Linked DNA regions of Capra hircus: region 1 is linked to region 2. A link is a contact called in public Hi-C data. All regions are on one chromosome and are shown on one strand. Each heading gives the region's core, a stretch centred on a gene start, on an enhancer-like site or on the middle of the called end of the contact. The rest is flanking DNA. Distances are from core to core; before and after follow the strand shown. Region 1 holds the start of TRMO (tRNA (adenine(37)-N6)-methyltransferase). Region 2 has its middle 6.7 kb from the start of XPA.

Region 1 (5,258 bases), core at 249-2,748, 180 kb before region 2:
GAACTGTTCCCTCCTGAAAACAGAATAAAGGTATTCTTTTTCAAATTTCACGTGGAAAAAACCTAGCAGACATGTAGGGTTATGAATTTCATCACTTTTAAAAGTTTTTGTTTTAAAACCCACAATCCTCTCTTTAAATCTTTGACTCCTTCTGATGGTTATTTTCTGATGGTGGTCTATTAGTTAATGACAAATGAACATGTTTAGGAACAGGTTTTCATGGTTGTTAAACTTTTAAATCTGTGGAGTTTTACGATCTTGAATAATTTGTTTTGCAAGCAATATGTCTCTCTCCCTCCCCTAGCCCAAGAAAAAGCAGGATAAAAAACTCAGAAGCAGAATTAAGCATACAGAGAAACTTTATAAATATACAGGTGGGAGACGAGGTTACAAGTAAGTAGGTAAGAGGCCTTGGTGGCTTAGACGGTTAAGAATCTGCCTGCAATGCAGAAGACCTGGGTTCAGTACCTGGGTGGGGAAGATGACCTAGAGAAGGGAATGGCTACCCACTCCAGCATTCTTGCCTGGAGAATTCCATGGGCAGAAGAGCCTGTCGGGCTACAGTCCATGAGGTCACAGAGTCGGACACAACTGAGCGACTAACACACACACACACACGTAAGAGGCCAGGCTAGCGCTGCAGGGGTAACTGGTATTGCAGGTGCTGAAAACTGATTCTTGTAGGCCCTCAACTTTTTAGAGCTTCCCCCAACCAACCACTACAATCCCAATGTATACGGCCGTTGACTCAGTTTCATTCTCACTTCAGTTCTCGTGAGGTACGGAGCGCAAGGAATAGTCCCCACTTCTTATCTCTACCTAGTCTGGTGTAGAGCTACACATCCATTAGATTTGAAACGAGGTTTATTTGGGTTTCTTTTCTGACTAAACATCCTTTTTATTATGGAAAAATTGGGAGCATACAGAAAAGTATAAACGACCATCTGTGTATTCCCACTACTCAAGAAGTATTAACGTTTTCTTAACATCCCGTCATCTCGCTATGTGATAACTGTATATACATATTCTTTTTATTTAAAAATTAGCATCATGCGTTGGATGAGTAGGTTGCTTATTATTTCGAGTATCTTTATGCATAAATCTTCATCGACTTGTTCTCAATGGAAAGGGCGATAAGTGAAGTGAAGTCGTTCAGTCGTGTCCGACTCTTTGCGACCCCGTGGACTGTAACCCGCCAGGCTCCTCTGTCCATTTCCAGGGGAATCTTCCCAACCCAGGGATCGAACCCGGGTCTCCTGCATTGCAGGCAGATGCTTTATCCTCTGAGCCACCAGGGAAGGCCAAAAGGGCGGTAACTTGGACCCTTAAACTGAAGCGGGTCCGTGCGAGACAGCACAAGACACAGAAGCGGAATAAGGCCTCCAACCTCTAACCGCCACCTAGTGGTAGCCTCTGACATCCCCCGCCCGCAGCCTCACTCCCCCAGCGCCCCCGCCCTGCGCGTGCTCAATCTTGGCGCCATCCGCCGGCACAGCTACTACGCAGGCGCCAGGTAGGGAAACCGGAAGCGGAAGGTTTGAACGTGTTGGGTGGGCTCCTGTGTGACCCGTAGCCATGCGCGACTTGAAAGAGTCCGGGCCTCGCGCCACAGCGACCCCGTGCGGGTGTGTGAAGCCGGCTCTGGAGACAGGTAACTTCTAAGAGGCTGGCGGTTCTGCGCGCGTTAAGACCTCCAGGAGCAGGTCTTAACCGTTTTCACTGCAGAGGGGGGACGGGACTTGCGAGACCTTGAATGGACAAGGGTCGTTTTTCGTATTTATTGCGAAGTTACGGATCATGTGCTCAGGCGACCACGTGATGTGTCTGAGGTGAGCGGGATGATGTCATCTCTCTGCTCTTTGGTGGCTAAGGTTGGCAAGGTCTTGGCGGAATAGCCACATGCACTAAGAACTACTGTGTACTGTGACCCCATGCACTCCCTTTATTGCTTAAAACTAGTTCGTTTCATGTACTGTGTTTTTTCAATTAAAAGCATCTTATATGCAACCCGTGTCCTTTTATTCTTTGCCTTGTATTTCACACTCCAATCAAACTGTTTTGTTCCCTTCTTATGCTAGAAAATTTGTCATTTAACTTTGTGCACCTTATTCTCTCTATTTGAAATACTCCATAGTCCTGACCAAGGTCACATACATAGTTATGGTAGCATAGAATTTGAATTATAGTAAGTCTTCTAAACATGAATTTTTCCTTTCACCCATGTTCTTTTCAGTTTATTATCTAAAAGGATATAACAATGCATATGTAATGATGAGGATATTTATATGTACTTATGAATGTCAGACATGACTGAGGGACTGAACTGAACTAAACTGATGAATGTTTTAAGAATCTTGTTTTATAGTTGCATAACATCTGGCGTGCTGTGGTCCATGGGGTTGCAAAGAGTCGGACATGACTGAGTGACTGAACTGAACTGAACATCTGGTAGAGGCTTCCCTGGTGGCTCAGTGGTAAACAATACACCTGCCAAGGCAGGAGACACAGATTGGATCCCTGGGTCAGGAAGATCCCCTGGAGTAGGAAATGGCAACCCACTCCAGTATTCTTGCCTGGAAAATTCCACGGACAGAGAAGCCTGGCCAACTATAGTCTGGGGCATCACAAAGTTGGACAGCTATAGTCTGGGGTGTCACAAAGTTGGACACGACTAAGCATACACGCATGTAGGAAACATCTGGTAGATTTTAAAACTATGAAGTCATTGCGTTAAAGAAAACACGTCTTCCTACATCTTTTCTTGACCTTTTTTTTTGTTGTTATTTTTGCCTGCTTGGAAAAGAAAAATAATCATGGTGGGTTTTAATACATTGTGTTAACACTATTTTGTAGGAAATTGTGACTTCTCTTTAAAAAATTTTTCTATTATATTTTATTTTAAAAATTTTTCATTGAAATATAGTAGATATATAATGTATTAGTTTCAGGTGTACAGCAAACTGATTCAGTTATATGTATGTGTGTATTCTTTTTATATATTCTCTTTATAATAACCATTATAGGTTATAAGATATTGAGTATAGTTTTCCAGGCTGTACAGTAGGTCATTTTTGGCTGTTTTATGTAAAATAGTGTGTATATGTTAAGCCCAAACTCCTAATTTATCCTCCTCTTCCCCTTTTGGTAACTGTAAATTTGTTTTCTGTGTCTGTGAGTCTATTTGTTTTGTAAATAAGTTCGTTATCATTTTTTTTAGATTCCACCTATAAGCAATATCATGTATTTGGCTTTCTCACTTAGTATGAAGTCTAGTTTACTTAGCATGATAATCTCTAGGTCTGTCTGTGCTGTGCTGTGCTGTGCTGAGTCGCTCAGTCATGTCCAGCTCTTTGCCACCCCATGGACTGTAGCTGGCCAGGCTCTCTGTCCATGGGGATCTCCAGACACGAATACTGGAGTGGGTTACCATGGGCTCCTCTGGGGGATCTTCCCAACCCATGGTTTGAACCCAGATCTTCCTCATTTCAGGTGGATTCTTTACCTTCTGAGTCACCAGGGAAGCCCAAGAATACTGGAATGGGTAGCCTATCCCTTCTCCAGAGAATCTTCCCAATACAGGAATCAAACCAGGGTCTCCTGCATTACAGGGGGATTCTTTACTCGCTGAGCTACCAGGGAAGCCCCTAGGTCTGTCTGTGTTACTGCAAATGGCATTATTTCATTCTACTTGACCTTTTAATTAATGATTTCTTACCTAATTTTCTTCTGTAGGGAATCTTTTAACTGAGCCAATTGGTTACTTGGAATCCTGTTTCTCAGCCAAGAATGGTACTCCAAGGCAGCCATCCATTTGTAGCCATTCACGGGCTTGTTTGAGGATTAGAAAAAGCATCTTTAATAATCCTGAACATTCCTTGATGGGCTTAGAACAGTTTTCTCATGTTTGGTAAGTTGTTTTTTAGTTAGAAATGGTACTCTGGACCAGAACTTGTCTCTGAGTACTCCAGTTAGAAGTACCCTTGGAGACTGCCATCCAGACCACCCTTATCTATTGCATGGGATTCATAGGCATGAATGTGAATGTTGGCATAACTTGGACACCGTCAGGGAAGTGTGGGATCCACTGAGGGGGCACACTCCATTTGCAGTTGTTCTAATTGTGATGGGTGACTTCTGTTGAGCTGAAATCTGTAGACCTCAGTTCTGCCCATGGGTCATTATTCTGTCTTCTAGACCAGGGGTCAGCAAGCTATGGCCCATGGAGCATACCCATCTCATCTTCTGTTTTTGTCAGTAAGTTTATGGGAACACAGCCACGAGCATTCATTTATGTGCTGGCTGTGGCTGCTTTTGTGCTACAGTAGCAGAGTTGAATTTTTATAGCAGAGACTGGTTGACCTGCAAACCTTAAAATATTTTCCAGCTGCTCCTTTAAGGAAAAAGTTTGTGGACTTTGCTCTATACCTGCGAAGTATTAAGTCTGCTTTTCCTAAAAGACAAAAGAAACCCTAGAAATCTTGATACTTTTAAGTAAAGTGTTAGCTATATTAAGGCCTGTGTTATACTAGTGTTACTTGCTGTCACTTAAATTTCGTCTCTGTTCATTCTTCCTCACCCCAACATTTTTTTCCCCCACTGATCATATTTTAATACCATTAAAGGCATTCTTTCTGTTTTAGTTTGTGAGGAGTACAGTTTTTTCCTCCTCCATATCATTATGATAGATTAATTTCTTTGTCTTCTTTTCTTACTCAGTAATTTGGTTTATTTTCAATAGGATTTTGTTTGTTTTTCACAAAAATGGTCATTTGAGCTGTAAGGCAAAAGTACAGCCTCCTAGGCTGAATGGTGCAAAGACTGGCGTTTTCTCTACAAGGAGCCCACATCGTCCCAATGCAATAGGACTGACCCTGGCCAAACTGGAAAGAGTAGAAGGTAATTTCTACTTTTACCTATTTTTCCTTAACCAAAAGAAGTCTTATAAAATCAACATACTACTCAGCACTGGCTGTTATTCACAGAAATACAAATGGTGTTAGCCCCTGAGACCCACCAGATATTAAAGAGAATGAAATGATTAAAGGAATGTGAGCATTGAAACACTTTGAAATAAGCTCTCATAGGATGCTCAGAGTTAGTTTATGTCACTGCACTTATCAGAAGTTATTATTTCAAGATAACTCTTAAGATTTCACAATCATTAAATTAGCAACCAAATTTTTTCTAACTTGAAATTCTGTAAATACAAAATGACCTAAAAATAATTGGACACCCTCAAAATTTAACACACAGCAACC
Region 2 (5,182 bases), core at 1,776-4,275:
CAGGACAATTTGAATTTGCTGCCCTAGAGTGTCTTTGGCGTCTCCTTCTTCCTGCTCTGTGGACCTTGGGTCAGATTTTCACCTGATTGCCATTTGGGTCTTCAGCTTCCAAGACGAGGGGCCATTGGAACTGCCGTGAGTCTAGCCCTGGGTCTCGTGGTGTAGGTAAGAAGAAATCCTGCCCAGTGAGGCAGCTGTGAATTTCCAGTTAAGTGAGATGATACAGGCCTGGCAGACCACACTGATGCCTTTGCCCAGGGAAACCCTTCAGAGACGCAGTGCCGTGATCACGACTCTTCTGAAGTGGCCATCCTCCCAGCACTTTCCTTCTAGCCCTTCCCTCCCCAACCCAGCCACATAGATGGTGCTCCAATTCCTGGAGTGTTGTTCAGAAGTGGGAACATGCTTCTGGTATGGTCTGAACAGCTCAATTGGCAGGACAAACCTCTCTCTCAGTTCAGATACCCTGCTTTGATTCTTGTCATCTCAGATCACGTCCTCTCTTTTCATCAGTCACATCACGTGTTGACCCCCACTGAGTCTGTGGGACACCAAGACCTTCAGATTGCTTTTTCATGAACCCTTGTCAAGAGAGTTCTACCCCTACCTTAACCGAAAATCATAGACAGTGCCGGTTGAACATGCAGGATATCATCTAATTTCAGCTTCCGCTTACACAGAAAAAATCACTTCATCAAACACACTGACAAAATTGTTGAAGTGAGGAAGTTCACACTAACACACTGAATATTTTACCCATAGTTCTGCTCCTCCAAGAATGGATCTTGATTTTGTAAAACAAAAAAAACCCCAATACATTAACATTCTTCCTCATTTATTACCATTCATAAGTTTGATTAGTACGATTTCCACATTTTCACGTAGGTTAGTATCACATTTTAGATATTCTGCTTATCAGAGTCACTTATCGTTGTAGAAAACTTAGAAAATACAAAAGCATAAGGGAAACAATTAGAAAACTGGGATATATATCATATAAAAACTTACAGTTCAATAATAAAAAGACAAATAATTCAACTTTAAAATGGGCAAAGATCTTGAATAGACATTTCTCCCAACAAGATATGCAAATGGCTAATATGCACATGAAAAGATAATCCACATAATTAATCTTTAAGGCAATGGAAATCAGTTTCTTGAAAGGAGCATCATTAATTTGTTGCTGTATTCCTGGTCCTCAGCATAAGTCCTCGCTTGGAGCATGGGGCCTTAAAGTTGCTGATTGAATGTATGTACAAATGAAAGAATGAGTGAGTGAGTGCATGAACAAAAGAATTGCAGAGAGGGAAATAGTCCAGAAGCAAGAAGAATGCAGGACCAGCCTAGAAGATAGGAAGATAGAGCATAAAGTTCAGTGAAAATTCATGGAAGGTAAGCACCCAAAGGCAGCTGGAACAGATGATGGGGATTAACTGCAGGCTTGGTGTCAGATGCTACAGTCCATGGGGTCGCAAAGAGTCGGACATGACTGAGCAACTGAACTGAACTGGGGTCAAATGATTTTTGAGCAAACAGTTAAAGATGTACTCTTTTCTTGGGGAGGTGCCACACTGTGCAGCTTGTGGGGTCTTAGTTGCTTGATCAGGGATTCAATCCAGGCCCTCAGCAGTGAAAGCATTTGGAGTCCTAAGCACTGGACTGCTAGGAGATTCCCTAAAGCTGTACTTTAGAAAAATGAAACTGTAAGACCAAGTATAAGATGGGTCAGGAGAGACTGGGAGACCAGCCTGGAGGCTGTTCAGGGAAAAGACAATGGGAGCTGAACTAGGCCTGCTGTAGGACCAGAGAAAGGATGGAAGCCAGAGACACTCATCCAATTTCCAAACATTATAAAAACTGTAAAAACAAGTGTGTCTGGTGACAAATAGTTCACTGTTCAATGGGACTCCAACCATTAGAGGAAGTACTTGCCAATAAAATTTAAGTGGTTTGTGGTTTGAAGTTGCAACCACACTTTTTATAAAGGTAATTGAAAGGAAAACAAAAACTCCAGTTGGGGGTAGTAAGAAAACAGGCAACCATAAGACTATCACCCCATTATGTCGATTGGAGTTCATCCACTTAATGAATGAGCCCTGGGTCACATTCATCCTCCTTTGGCCCTATTTAAGACTGGCAACAATAACTCTCAAACCAGACTTCAAACAGAGACAGTCCTGTCTGTTTCAAGCCATGAAGTGCATTGCAGGGACCATGTATTAGGGTATTACCCATGTAGAGTATTGCAAGGACCTGGTTTCTGATCCCAGCTCTGAATGAGTACTAGTGGAGAAGTAAGAGGAAGACATTCTGTTAATGTTGAGACTTAAAGTTTAGTGGTTGAGATTATTGATACCGGGGCTGGGCTGTGCCTGGTTAATCTCAGCTCTGTCACTAGATTACGACCTTGAATAAATTATTTAACATCTCTGTACCTTATTATCTCATCTATAAACTGGGATTAGTGAATACAATCATTGAGTAGCTATAAAAATTAATTAATAAATTTTAAATGCTTAGAAACACCTACTATATACTAAGACCATAGTGTTTACTGTTATTATTATTATTATTGCAAAAAATAATGGCCAAAACTAGGCAACAGTGGAGTGGGCTGTTCTGAAGTAGAGTGTTCCCTGTTTCCACAGGTGTGTAAATACCAGAGCTGAGTTGGTTGTCGGGTTCAGCTTTGGACGTTGAGTTTTCAGTGCTGGTGAGGCCTCTGAGTAGGTTTATTCAGCATTATTTGTTCTGTTTATTTAATGCCACAAACATTAAATGAGCAGCTACTCTGTGCAGATGCTGTGCTGGCGATACTGGGATGAACTAGACGGTCCCATCTCTCAAGGACCTGATAATTTAGTTAAGGAGGCAGGTAGGTATCACTTCTTATGTGGAGGAGCCACAGTACCAGCACACGTGAGGTTGACAGGTGCCCAAGGAAGGAGACAGGCAGGTTTCCTGGAAAAGGCAGTAAGAAGCAAGGTCCCTTGGCCCACATTCAGGACCTGGGGAATGCAGAGTGGGAAAAGATCTGCCCTTGCTGGTGAGTGGGTGACTAGATTTTGGCTTTCAGCACTGATAATCATCTTTCCTAGTTCCTGTCCTTAGTTGAATTGTTTGGACCCTCCTCCTTCTTATTGCTTCTGGAAAGAATATGGTTGTTGGTCTTTAAGATGTTTTCTAAATCCCTTTGCACATACATTTTATTGATCCAGGTTTCAATATGATGGCTTTGCCTCAATCGCTTTATCTTTTGGTTCAGGGAGGTTGAAATCTTAAAGTTTTTCCAGAAGGGCGTCAGTTACAGACAAAAGAGACCGCATTTCCTGGGTTACTAAAGCAATACAGCTTAGGTCTATAGGATCAGGCTAATTTCTGTGTTCCTGTGTGCTTATCCCAGACAGTTGCCCAACTTGGTGTTCTCCTTACCATGGATGTTCTCCTATTGTAAATTTATGCCAGTGATGTTCAAAGTGACCACATTAAGAGGTAAAGCACAGCAATCAGGGGTAAAAAATGAAAGTAAAAAAGAAAGCCACACATATGTACTATTTACTAGATGATAAAGACAAATATGTTCACATCCTGTCCTCTCAGGCATGACTAACCCCAGTAATGCTCTCAGAGAGGAGGTCTACCAGGAAGTGCTGCCAAGGTTTTCATTCCCCTCCTGGCTTCCATTCCTACCTGCCCGCTCTTTCTCAAGCTCTGTTAGGGCTTTCAGTTCTTCCTGTGCTTTGTTCATTACTCCTCTTTCAGCCAGGATCACAGTTGGTCTGGGAGGTGAGAGGCACAAGCAAGAATACAGATGTAGTCAGAGATTGCTCCTGACACTGAATGGGGTGAGGCAAGAACATATTTACTGCTCTGTTCTCCTCACTTGCTTTCCTTTTGTGCCCCCACCAAGGTGACTCATGCCGTTGTGCTCTGGGCAAGCCCTGCAGCCTTTGTCACTGTGTGGGGTGTGCAGATTGGGGCATGTACTCTTTTCTCTAAAGGAGGAGCCTTGGTTTAGCCTGGTTGCGGCTTCAGCTAACAATTCAGACCCAGTTACACGAAACTTGCTAACAAAGGTCAGGAAGCCCAAGGAGAGGGAGTTACCAGTAAAAGGAAACCCAAAAGGTTGTCAAGAGTTAACAAAATACCAGGACCGGTGCGGCATCTGAGCTATGGTCCCTGTCCTTCAGGATTCAAGCTTGGAGTGCTTTCTTGGGGAGGAGGTTCCAGGGGCTAATTATTCTCAAAAGGTTACCTTCGGAGAGAACAGTTATCTTGTCCCACACAGAAATATTGCAGTCTCAAAGGCTCTTTGTTTGTTTTGTTCAGTCGCTCAGTTGTGTCTGACTCTTTGTGATCCCATGGACTGCACCACACCCGGCTTCCCTGTCCTTTACCGTAGTCTCCTGGAGTTTGCTCAAGCTCATGTCCACTGAGGCTCTTAGAGCTGCATAGAGTCTGCTGCTGCTGCTGCTGCTGCTGCTGCTAAGTCACTTCAGTCGTGTCTGACTCTGTGCAACCCCATAGACGGCAGCCCACTAGGCTCCCCCGTCCCTGGGATTCTCCATGCAAGAACACTGGAGTGGGCTGCCATTTCCTTCTCCAAAGCATGAAAGTGAAAAGTGAAAGTGAAGTTGCTCAGTTGTGTCTGACTCTTCGTGACCCCATGGACTGCAGCCCACCAGGCTCCTCTGCCAATGGGATTTTCCAGGCAAGAGTACTGGAGTGGGGTGCCATTGCCTTCTCCAGCATAGCGTCTAGGGGGGTCATTTAGGGTACTGACTCTCAAAGTGTGCTGCCCATTAGAATCATAGGTGTGGGGGACAGGGTGCTTTATAAAATCCTAATACCCAGATCCCACCCCTGACCAATGACATCAGACTGCGTTTTTCAAATTGCTTCCAGGGTGCAGCCAAGTTTGAAAACCTGTGGACCTGACCTTTACTATTAGACCTATGGTTAATGGAGCTGCAACTCCATTAGGGAGCTCATTAGAAAGGCATAGCTCGAGTCCCACCATGGACCTACTGAATCAGAATCTGCATTTTAAGTGGATCACCAGGTGACTTGTATGTGCTTTACAACTTGAGAAGCAGTTACTTTTCTTCAAACATTGGGCAGTTGGCAACAAGGGGCCCAAATTCTGTCTACTCACTGGAGCTACGCAGTAGCTCTTCCCTTA

Evidence for each region. Hi-C and Micro-C count contacts between places; a contact is called where the count stands out from the background.
Region 1: a Hi-C map of blood shows a contact between it and region 2, with 1.8 times the contacts expected there. The contact joins the promoter of TRMO here to the enhancer-like site in region 2. A contact is called at or near these places in 2 of 5 Hi-C or Micro-C datasets (both in blood).

What each region holds. Positions count from the first base shown.
Region 1 is chr8:62,753,298-62,758,555 of ARS1.2, reverse strand. It overlaps TRMO (tRNA (adenine(37)-N6)-methyltransferase), which reads left to right and starts at 1,498. Exons shown (of 7, transcript XM_013966050.2): 1 at 1,498-1,651; 2 at 3,733-3,907; 3 at 4,739-4,896. The coding sequence starts at 1,576.
Region 2 is chr8:62,574,799-62,579,980 of ARS1.2, reverse strand. No RefSeq gene overlaps it. Among named protein-coding and RNA genes, the nearest start is that of XPA, 6.7 kb to the right of the region's middle. Within about 2 kb of position 3,025, at least 2 of the 5 cell types and tissues checked have an H3K27ac peak or open chromatin away from gene starts, as enhancers often do.